Regions from separate parts of the Rattus norvegicus genome. Here region 2 is linked to region 1. Evidence: chromatin contacts called from public HiChIP or PLAC-seq data. All regions are on one chromosome and are shown on one strand. The core of a region is the stretch at or near the end of the contact, and the rest is flanking DNA. Distances in the headings are between cores, read along the strand shown. Region 1 holds the start of Deaf1 (DEAF1 transcription factor). Region 2 overlaps Eps8l2 (EPS8-like 2).

The links. HiChIP or PLAC-seq counts read pairs in DNA pulled down with a chosen protein or histone mark.
Region 2: a contact with region 1 is called in an H3K27ac HiChIP or PLAC-seq map of oligodendrocytes, with 2.7 times the contacts expected there. The contact joins the enhancer-like site here to the promoter of Deaf1 in region 1. A contact is called at or near these places in 5 of 12 Hi-C or Micro-C datasets (Schwann cells, frontal cortex, liver and 2 more) and 1 of 1 datasets of contacts at active chromatin or transcription factors (oligodendrocytes).

What each region holds. Positions count from the first base shown.
Region 1 is chr1:205,863,649-205,869,373 of GRCr8, reverse strand. It overlaps Deaf1 (DEAF1 transcription factor), which reads left to right and starts at 4,268. Exons shown (of 12, transcript NM_031801.2): 1 at 4,268-4,658. The coding sequence starts at 4,370. Tmem80 (transmembrane protein 80) reads right to left here and starts at 3,810. Exons shown (of 5, transcript NM_001402263.1): 1 at 3,674-3,810. The coding sequence starts at 3,692.
Region 2 is chr1:205,900,866-205,906,738 of GRCr8, reverse strand. It overlaps Eps8l2 (EPS8-like 2), which reads right to left. Exons shown (of 21, transcript NM_001399667.1): 21 at 5,630-5,873. Among named protein-coding and RNA genes, the nearest start is that of Taldo1, 19 kb to the left of the region's middle. Within about 2 kb of position 3,103, at least 40 of the 93 cell types and tissues checked have an H3K27ac peak or open chromatin away from gene starts, as enhancers often do. A contact at or near this core is called in Schwann cells, where this site is marked.

The DNA.
Region 1 (5,725 bases), core at 3,019-5,518:
CAGACTCTCAGACCGTCTCCTGCTCCATGAAGGTATTAAGAGTCAGCTCTAGGGTGTAATGGAGCCTCCCTTGTGTCTCTGGGTCTGGTTTTATACTTGAAAATCTGCCTGGCCCCTCCCTGAATGGGACGTGACCTGGGTCAGACTACCTGTCTGGAGCTCACAGCAGCTGCACATTCACGCTGTGCGTGTCTCCACATGTGCATGCACACCATTCAAACCCAGAATTTGGCCAAAGCCTCCTGTAAAAGAGGCTGACTTCTGAGCAGAGACAGTGCAGCAGTACCTGAACCCAAGCTCTGCAGTCTTCTGCCCATTCGTTCCCTTTGCTCCCTAGAGTTTCAGCAGAGAAGGAAGTAATACCTTGCTGACTTTCTATGGGTCACTTATATGGGTCACTAAACTTTGAAGGCCAGCTTGAAGCTGCTTACTCTGGAGTTGTGGACTCTTGCATGGGCAAGTCATAAACTGGTAAACACAGGACATTAGTAACAGCCTTTGGACAGCCTCCCAGCAGGCACACATGTGAGAGCAGGAAGCCAGGTGAGTGTGGCTGGAGTGGCATTATGTTTCCACAGGGTGCTCTAGTAAACCTGATCTGTTCTTTTCCACGCCCCAGCTAAACTAGGCTACCTCGACACCCATCAATATTTGGGTTGGCTTTACAAACTTCATTGGGGTTTTCTGCCTTTTGAATCCTTTTTTTTTTTTTTTTTTTTTTGGTTCTTTTTTTTGGAGCTGGGGACCGAACCTAGGCAAGTGCTCTACCACTGAGCTAAATCCCCAACCCCTTGAATCCTTTTTTAATACCCCCCTTACTTTTATCTGCATAGATGTTTTGACTGCATGTATGTCTGAACACCTTATGCATGAAGTGCCAGCAGAGGCCAGAAGAGGGTGTTAGATACCTGGGATTGGAGTTACTTAAGGTTATGAGTTGCCAATGGGCACTGAGAGTTAAACTTAAGTCCTCTAGAGGAGCAGCCAGTGCTCTTAACAGCTGAGCCATCTCTCAAGACTCCTTTTGGATCCTTTAATAATAATAGCTAGGATTAGGGCTGGGATATATATAAAAGATAAAACACTTGTCTAGCATGCAAAGGTCCTAGGTTCAATCCCCAACAGTGACACATATCCCCGAAAAAGCGGCAGAAGTATTTAAATTTTATCTGCTGGTTGTTTATTGTTAAAGATCAAAACTGTGAGACTTGGGGGAAAAATACTGTACAGGGGGCTAGAGATAGAGTTCTGCCAGTAAAAGCAAATACTGTCTTTGGTTCCCAGCACCTACATCAGGCAGCCACAAATGTCTATAATTCTAGCTCCAGAAAATCTAATGCCTTCTTCTGGCTTCTGTGGGCACCTTACACTTAAAGTGTTTCCCTGCATATACACACAATGAAACATTTTACAACTACAGTATAAAAACCTCACATGACATAATGTTAGTTAGTTAATTAGTTAGTTAGATAGTTAGAGAGTTTGTTTTCTGACAAAGGATCTTACTATGTAACTCTGGCTTTCCTGGAACTCACTATGTAGACCAGGCTGGCTTTAAACTTTCTTTCTTTTTCTTTTTTTCTTTCTTCTTTCTTTGGGACAAGGGTCTCCTATTTAGCCTAGGCTGATCTTGAATTTATAATTCTGCCTCAAATTTCCCAAATGCTAGGATCATACTGTTTTTTGTTTGTTTGTTTCAAGTTTGAGATAAGGCCTCACTACTTAGTTCTGACTTGTTTGGCCTGGAACTAATAGCCATCTTCCTGACTCGGCCTCTTAATTGCTGGATTAGTGGAGACAGTCAAAAGCCCAGACTGGAAACTGGGTGTTTTATACAACTTAATTTCAAGACCATTTTCTCGCCCAGGATTTCCTTTTTACTGTAAACATGCACACAACAATAGCACTCCCAAGTCTGTGGTAGCTATTTTTTTTTTTTTTTTTTACTGGAGCTGAGGACCGAACCCAGGGCCTTGCGCTTGCTAGGCAAGCGCTCTACCACTGAGCTAAATCCTCAACCCCTCTGTGGTAGCTATTAAACAAAGCATACAGTGGGAGGTGACAGGCAAGGCTGCATGTGTAGTACAATCACATTTCTGACATGTGTTCCATTAAGGAACATTTGGGGAAATGGATGCACTGGTCTGAGCTGGCTACGACCAGCTTCTGACTCATATTGCTGGTACTTGGCCCTGCCTGCCCATATCATCTAGGCCCAGACCTCCTCATTTGGCCTGGGACTCAGCCATAGTGAAATATTAGCTATAGCACTGTCTGGCTGTCTGAGACTCAAGTAAGCCAGAGGGGTGTGTGTGTGTGTGTGTGTGTGTGTGTGTGTGTGTGTGTGTGTGTACACGAGCGCGCGTATACACACGGGTGTGTACTCATCCAGGGTAAGATGACATCATTATGCCATGGCTGTGTCTGGTGTGTACCAGGTTTGCCATGGCTTTACCCAAGGTATACCTCAGGTATGCTATGGAGGTGCTGAGAACTATAGGTGTACTTGGAATGAGCTGAATGTATGCTATGAATATCTTGAGCATATCTCAGTGCATGCCAGAGGCATACCATGAATGAATGTGTGGTAAGCTGCAGGTATGACAAGGTGTTCCCTAGGGTGTGTCACAGCTATACCTGGTTAAAAAAAAAAAAAATCCCATCAAAGCCAAGGGACTGAATTTTAGCTCAAAGTTCCAGAAAGCCAAGTATTTCAGAGCTGAAGAAAAGCAGCTGACCTTGACTTCAGACACCAGAATCCAGAAGAGCAGATGACCCTTACCCCAGATACTCCACGGGTACAAAGAGACAAAAGACCCTGAAATTCCAAAACCAGTTTGTCTAAGGAAAACAGCTAACTTATCTAGAATGCACTTAACAAGCACCCTTTCCCTACCCTTAGCTACAAAAACCTATGAGTCTAAAGCATGTAGTTTATTGTCTCGAAGTGGTGTCATTGAGTGACTGGATCCTGTGCCCTGATCATCCTATGGCACAAGCCTGCTTTAGCTGTTTGAGGTCAACTAAACCATCATCTTTTAGTTTTTTCCTACAAACTTAATTCTTACTTATTCTTACATCTCGAGTGAGCAACATGAGTGTATTGTGGGTATGACAGGGGTGAGCTGAATATATACTATGGTTGTCTTGGGTATTTTCAATGTGTTAGTCCGGTGTGCCAAGGGTTTAGTGCAAGAAATAGGTGTGCCAAGGGCGTACTCAGGGTGAGCAGCGGGTATGACATGGGTGTGCTCTGGATGAGCCATAGGTATGCCATGAATGTCAGCTTTAGTGAAATACAATTGTGTACTTCGTATGTCACTATAGTGTACTCTGGGTAATCCACAGGTGGACCCCGGGTCGCAGGAGTTGTGATATGGTTGTATACGGGGGGTCTCCCAGTGTGTGCCTCAGATATGTCACTGGAATACAGAGACAAGCTTCAGGACAGCCGTCTGGACATCCGAAATGCTCCCACGCCCAACCGGAAGACATGGCCCCTCCTCCCCCTCTCCAACTGCGGCGCAGAAATCCGGACTAGCGGGCTTAAGCCACCAGGTTCCGGAATAGCGAGGTAACAATCAGAGAAGTTTGCGGAGCCAGCCCAAATAGCCTTTCATCGTGACAGCATGACCACATTGTCCCGGCGATCGCACAGCCCCGCCCGCCTCACCTGGCCGCACGGCCGCCATTTTGCCGCTGGGTCCGCCACAATCCCAGCAGCCTCTTGGCCGCACCCTCCCGCCATCTTCACTCCTCCCGCCGCGCGCTGCAGCGAGCGTCCGACCGCGGCCGAGGCCCGATTCTCCCGTCCGGCAACACTCGGGAGCTTTCGGATAGAAGGAGGCGGGCACTGAGGCTCCGGAGAACTCTGCTCGGAGGCATTCGGCGGAGTTCGGCTAGGCCTCGTATGGGTTCGGCTTCCGCCGCCGCCAGAGGGGGTTGAAAAAATCTAGTGGCTCCAGTGTCTGTCCGCGAACCTAAATTTCGTTGGAAGCCGGCGAGAAACTACCCAGAGCCAGCCAGCTCCATCGGTTAGTGACTACAGTCAGATCAGCTTCCTAGACAGCGAGGAAGAAACGCTCGTAAGGTTTCGTGAAACTTCGGGACCATTCGTACTAGCTCGATTCTGCACTTCGGGAAACTTCGGAGAGCCTCGGTTCTACACTCGGGACATTAGCTCGGCTCTGCGGGCAGCTTCGGCTCGGTTCGGCGGGCGTCAGACTGCCTCTTCGGTCGCTGCTCGGGCGGTGGCTTCGGGCGGCCTCGGCCCAACTCGGGCGGCCTCTTCGGGCCCCGCTTCGGGCTCGGTGCCTGGCGCTTCGGGCGGTCCCGGACAGCGCCTTCGGGCGGACTCGGTGGAGTCCGTATGGAGGACTCGGACTCGGCGGCAAAACAGCTGGGCCTGGCCGAGGCGGCAGCGGTGGCGGCCGCTGCCGCTGTGGCGGCGGCCGCCGCGGCCGCAGCGGAAAGCGAGGCGGAGGAGCCGGTGTTAAGCAGAGACGAGGACTCGGAGGAGGACGCAGACTCCGAGGCGGAGCGCGAGACGCGGCGGGTCACGGCTGTGGCGGTGATGGCGGCCGAATCTGGGCACATGGATATGGGTACCGAGGCTCTGCCCAGCCCTGATGAGGCCGCCGCCGCCGCCGCCTTTGCAGGCAAGTGCGCCCGCCGGCCTCGCGCCTCACCGGGTTCCCGCGTACAAGCCCTGAACACATGCACCATGCACAGGCTGCTTCCCATATGCATTATGCATCTGTCATGCACATCTGTCTCACAGGGAAGGCTCTCTTCCACCTGTCCTGCACATCTGCTTAGCACCTGCCCTGCCAGTGCACCTCACAGTGACCTGCACACCTGCCCTGCCCCTGTCCATGCACCATATACCTGTCCCTGCACCTGACACCTGCCCTACCTACACACATGCCATGCTCTGCACCACCTGTGCACTTCACACTTGCCCGAGCACTTAACAATGCCTGAACACCTTCTCTGCACCTGCCCATGCATCGAACAATGCCTTGCACACTTGCTCTGTCCCTGCTCTGCATTGCACATCGCCCTGCATAATCTCTCTCTCTGTCTCTCTGTCTCTCTCTGTCTCTCTCTCTCTGTCTCTCTCTCTCTGTCTCTCTGTCTCTCTGTCTCTCTCTCTGTCTCTCTCTCTCCCTCCCTCCCTCCCTCCCTCCCTCCCTCCCTCCCTCCCTCCTTTCCTCCCTCCACTAGCCTGGCTCTGCACTGTATACTGACTTGTTCCTTTCTCTTGTGTGAGTGTGCCTCTCTGCTCTTTGTCTTTTTTTTTTTTTTTTTTTTTCGGAGCTGGGGACCGAACCCAGGGCCTTGCGCTTGTTAGGCAAGCGCTCTACCACTGAGCTAAATCCCCAACCCCTGTCTTTTTTACCTTTTGGAACTTTCTCAGTTTCTACTACCTGCCTTGTCCTCTCCTGCTGCTTCCTGGGAGCTGATAGCACAGATGGGTCAGATATGAATTCTGTCCTGGAGGTGTTCCAGGTATGGTCAGCAGCATTACTGCTGGTAGACCTGTCTGTCTCAAAGGCCAGTTCAGGTCTAAGTGTGACCTGAGCAGGGCAGGAGAGTTATCCAAGGCAGGCAACCTTTCAAAGTTAACGATGCAGACACCAGCCTTGCTTAAACATAGTGGCATGAGAGTCTCCATGCTGCATCTTCTAAGTCTTTTCCTATGCAGATATCCCTCCTTCATTAC
Region 2 (5,873 bases), core at 1,854-4,353, 39 kb before region 1:
TTATTAAATATTAAATATTAAATATTGACCAAGAGATGGACTACTATCAGAACCACTCCCTCGGATTTCCCAGCAGAATGGCTCTAAGACGTGTTTCAGGTCAGTTTTATGACGACAGACTTATAGGCCGCCCTATTTTCCCATGAGGCTTTATTATTTTCCAAGAACTACAACTCCCAACATTCCAGGAAGTTACTTGGTCCCTGGGTAGGTGGGGTTTATTGGACACTTGTATACTCTACTTATTATTCTCAATGTAGCCATAATGAATTAAATCTTCTTTCTCTGCTTTTTGAACTAGGACTGTCTCTTTAATTGGTGTGTTTAGGCTCAGTGGTCAAGCCCAGCTTGTTGGAGCAAAGGCTCAATCTTTGGCCCTAAAAACTCCAGTAATGAGGAAGTAGAATGGAAGAATTAAATGGTTGTTTTGAAGTTGCATTCCTTGCAAGCATACAGAGAAACTGGAAACTTCTGTTTTCTTTTGTGCAAGACCATCTTCCTCTTCCTGCCACAGAGCTGGCCCAACTGGTGGTGCAAGTGAGGTCCCCACAGGCCCAATGTGAACACCAGCTGAGTGGGGCCATTGAGTATTTAACTTGATCTCTCAGGGTCCAGCACAGGAATTTATCCTCTTCTAACTGGTATTTACTAGGAGGAAGAAGTGTGGCCAAGGCCTGGGGCTGTAGGAAGCAGGGGAGCGATGTTAAAGAGGAAGGTGGGAGGGAAGGAGAGAGAACTAAGGGCCTCTGATCACCATTGCTGCAGTACGCCCTGCTCAGCCTGCATGTACTGTCTCTTCTGGGGCACCACCTTGAACTTGAGCCCCGGCTGCTAGACGATTTGCTGGGATCTTACCACACAGGTCAACTCAGAGGTCATGTAAGGCATGAACAACATCAGCAGATGAAAAGATTGCCCTGGTGGTGGGAAGGGATCCAGCCTTGAGAGCCCAAGAGGTTATCTACCTGTAAAATGCACAGGGGCCCCCATCCTGAGAAGAGGAATGAGAAAGCCTGACAAAAAAGAAAGAAGGAAAGCCAGGGTTGGGCTGAGGATGTAATTCAGTTGGCAAGGCTTACGTAGCGTGCAAGATGCCTTGGGTTTGGATTTCAGAGCTCATCAAAACCTTGAGGACCTGAGTTCAGATCCACAGCATCGGCTGGGTGAGGCATCTGTAGCTGTGGCAACCTGTAACTGCAGAACTCGGGGCTCACAGAGGTGGATCCCAAGGTCTCGCTCCCCAGCCAATAGCTAAAGAAGTAAGCTCCAGTTATAATGAGAGAACTACCTCAGAAAATATGGTGGACGGGTCTGGGGATCTAGCTCAGTGGTAGAGTGCTGGATTGGTGTCTTAGGTTTCTAATTGCTCTGATAAAACATCATGACCCAAGCCAACTCTGGGAAGAAAGGTCTCATTTGGAGTCCTGGTTACGATCCCTGATCAGGGTAGCTAAGTGTCTTAGTTTTATGGCTGTGAAGAGATACCACAACCACAGCAACTCTTAAGAGTGGAAAACATCTAATTGGGGCTGGTTTACAGTTTCAGAGGTTTAGTCCATTATGGTCATGGTGGCATGCAGGCACACGGTGCTGGAAATAGCTGAGTGCTCTACATCTGAATCCCACAGGCCGCGGGAAGTAACAGTGACACACTGTCCAAGCTTGAGCAGCTGAGACCTCAAAGCCCACCTCCTAGTGATGCACTTCCTCCAAAAAAGCCACACCTCCTGTGAGAGCCCCTCCCTACGGACCTATGGGGGCCATTTTTGTTCAAACCACCACACTAAGGCAAGGAACTAAAGAAGAAGCCACCACAGAGGAGTGCCGCTGAACTCTTGCACTCAAGTGTGTGCACACATATGCATCTCTGTTGCACTCCATGCAGGGACCCATACCAGGAAGATGAGGTTTCAAAGACCTTGTTTGGGAAGTTACAGAAAGTTTTTTTGTTTATTATATTGCATTATTTCATTTTGAGGCAGTTTCGAACTGCCACGTGGGTGCTGGAAACTGAACCCAGCTTCTCTAGGGGAGCAGCCAGCTCTCTTAACCACCGAGCCATCTCTCCAGCCCTTCAGAAAGTTCTTGCTCAGGACCTGTAGGTGGATAGCTAGCAGGGCTTTCTGAGCTTTGGAACTCACCTTAGTTATTAGCCCATTGCACATGAAGGAATTAGCCTCCTATATGCATAGTCCTAACCAAGTATCTAAGGGCCCTCTTGAACTAGACCCCAAGCTTCTCCCCATCCCCTGCTACTTGCCTTTACCTCAAATCTTGATGGAAGTCTTTAAGCAGCTGTGCTTCCCAAATACCACCCACACTGAGGTGTGCATCTAAGACCACTCAGTGTGTAAAGGTGTCTCTCGACAGCACTTTGGGGAGCACTGATCCACAAAAGAAGGCTGGTTTTGGTTCTTTGGGGGGCAGGATAGCACTATAAGCCCATGCTGGCCTCAAGCTCATGGCAATCCTCCTGCTTCAGTCTTCCAAAAGCTAACATTACAGATATGAGTCACCATGCCTGGCAAGGGACTCTGTGCTTTGTATGTTCAGAGTGGTACAGCTCTGCCATCACTCCTCTCCGCTCTGTGCCCTGTCGTTGTACGTACACACTGTCTCTTTGAACTCTAATTCATGTCTTCTTGTGTGAGCACAAGTTCTCTGTGCTTTCTCTCAGGCACTTGACAGTTTTGCCTGTCAAGTTGCATCCAGTTCTCCTAGGGGAACTCTCACTTTTAGGACCAGGAGAGATCCTTTCTGCTTCTCCACACACAAAGCATTTTCCCAGCATTCCCCCCTGCCAAGGGTCCCTTCATGGGACTTGTAGTGCCACTTTGGCTAAGCATCACTGTCCCCAGGTAACATGGGCATCTTGTGCTGGGCCGTCCAGGTAGAAGGGACATCTCACCTTCTCTGCCATTCCTCCAAATATCTTGAGGAGCCAACTATTTTGTATCGTTTTCTAAGAAAGAAGGGAAAGCCCTTTCTGGGTGGTGTGGGAAGGCCCGTGTTTTGAATGGCTTGAGTAGCCGCAGGCATCTATGGCCTGCCGTGGGTGGTTAGGAGGTTGGCAGGCCACAAAGAAATGCTTGTTCCCAAACAGAGATGGGTCTTGTTCATGGAAATATTTGCTGGTGGTGGCGCTAGGCACAGAGCATAGCCACAGCAGTCCCATACACGAAGAGCTTATTGGCTAAGTAGCTTGGAAACCAACTCTGGGGTTGGGGATTTTACTTTAAATTTTTTTTTTTTTTTTCAGAGCTGGGGACCGAACCCAGGGCCTTGTGCTTGCTAGGCAAGCGCTCTACCACTGAGCTAAATCCCCAACCCCGGGGTTGGGGATTTTAACTTCATTCTCCCTTCTTTTTTTTTTTTTTTTCCGGAGCTGGGGACCGAACTCAGGGCCTTGCGCATGCTAGGCAAGCGCTCTACCACTGAGCTAAATCCCCAACCCCTCATTCTCCCTTCTTGTCTAGGGCAAACCTGCCCAATCTATGGGCAGAGCCTCTTCAGCTGGGTTCTCATAGACAGTGCTGACTTTCCCCTCTCTCATACTGACCTGCTGGGTAGGAATTGTGAGGTGTGTTACAGTTAAGAAAGTTGCATTTGAACCCCAGCTCGGGTGACCTGGCCTTTTGTGTTTCATTCTTGGTCTGGACCTGCACCTTCAAGCCTGGCTGAGATCACCCAGTGTTGAGGACAGTGCTTGGCGGTGTGTGGTTCTTGTTTGCTCTCTGTCATTTGCAGGCCATGGATAGTGATACTCAACAGAAAAGAGTGAATAGGGAAGGTCCCAGGCTTACTTGCCCTGAGGCTGCAATGCTTCTGCCTCCTCACCAGGTGCCTGCGACCAATCGGTGGTCCTCAGCGATTCTTCTGGAAAGGTTCTGGAGGTTCTAGCTCTGTTGGCAGAATGTTTCCCTCTATCCTCAGCAGGACATAAAACCGGGTGCATGCCTATCATCCCAGCACTCGAGAGGCGGAGGCATTAGGAGTCCAAGGCCATCCTCAGCCACATCAGAAGCATGAGGTCAGCACGTGCTCTGTGAGGTTGGGCTCCACAGAATTTAAAAGGAGAGCCGTCTAGACCTTTAGGATCAGTTACTGCTGTAGAGGACCAGGATTGGGGTTCCAGCACCCACAACTATCTATCACTCCAGTTCCAGAGAGTCTGATATCAGCCTTTGTGTGCACCGAGCACACGTGTGGTGTATGTGGTGTTCATGTAAACATGTGCAGGCAAACATTCACATGCATAAAAAACCAAGATAATTAAAAATTATTTAAAAGTAAAGAGTTTGACTTAAAAAAAAAAACAACTATGTAACCTTGGCTGGGCTGGAACTTGGTGTGTAGACCAACCTGACTTCCAATTCACATAGATCCTCCTCCTGCCTCTGTTTCTTGATTTCTGAGATTAAATGTGTACGCCACCACACCCAGCTCCCTACTTTTTAAAAAAGGACCTAGAGGTGGGGAAAGGCCCTTAAGAGAAGTAGGGACAACTTCCAAGAACCCAGAGGCCTGAGCCAGATGTTAGGTGGGGCCTGAGAGAGCACATGAGAGTGAAGAGTTGGGAGCTCCTGGGGCAGGGGAAGCTGCTTGGGCTTAGAGGTCTGGAGCCTCCTCAGCTATGTGGAAGCAACAGCATGTGTAAGAGGATGGGGTAGGGCTAGTAGGGTTAGATGAAGAAGCAGATACAGGTTCTTGAGACCCCCTTAAGGGTGGCGCCAACCATCTTGGAGATAAGACTGCTGGAAAGACTGGGTCCCCTGGGGGCTTATCTGAGCTGAGAGGCTGGAGCCCCTGAGACCTGAGGACTAATCTGGCAGGGTGGTAGATTAACTGAAGAGCATAGCCTCTGCCCTCAGTCTCTGCACAGTACACGGAGGATCCAGATGATCCTGGCCAGCATTTGATCCACTAGCAATGTGGGATGCAGGACAGTCCCCATGCTAGATACAAAGTATCTAACAGTCACCGGACAGTCCCCACGCTAGATACAAGGTATCTAACAGTCACCCAAAGATGCACAAAGAGCGACCAGCAGATGGCACCAAAGGCTTGTGCCAAAGGAGAATCTCTGGCCAGTCAGGCAAGTACACTTGAAGATCAGATACCCCAAGTATCTCTGGAACTTGTTGGTGAGGTCTTTCAGGCCCCAGCTCTCTTTCTGTCACCTCCCTCCCTCCCTCATCGTGGAACAGCCTTTTAAATTGTGCCCCTACCTCCCTCTGATTCATGCTCCTGGGCCTGCTGAACTCTGCTTCTACTAAGAATGGGCTCCTTGAAAGCCTGCTGGTTGGAAGGCTTTGGGCTGGGTAGACACTCTCTGCAGTCCCTCCCAGAAATGTCCATAGGGCCATCTTGGATGGGTGTGGAGGCGAGAGGTGTCCCCTGGCATGGCCCAAGCACTACCTGTGGATGGGTTATTCTCTACTGGACAGCTCTTCGAAGGACATGACCAGGCTGACATACATGGTGACATACATGTGGGATGCCAGCACAGGAGGCTTAGGCAGGATGATTCGGAGTTCAAGGCCAATGCTCTATCCCAGGAGAAGAGGAGGAGGAGGAAGAGGCAGTTTGGGGATTGGAGTCAGAACACTTCTACTCCAAGAAACAGATATGTAAGTTGCTAGGAGACAGCTGGTTTATTGACATAGCTGAGGATCCCCACTCTCATCTCTGGGACTGAAGCTCCACCCAGGGCTGGGAAACTCACCAGTCACCAGCCACGGCTGGTGGAAATAGCCAGAGATATCTGTTATCACAGGCTCTTTGGGCGGGATGGGACATTTGAAGTCAGAACCTATGTCTGGTGCATTCTTAGATCTCAAAGGAGAAAGAATACAGCATACTCTATACCAGCA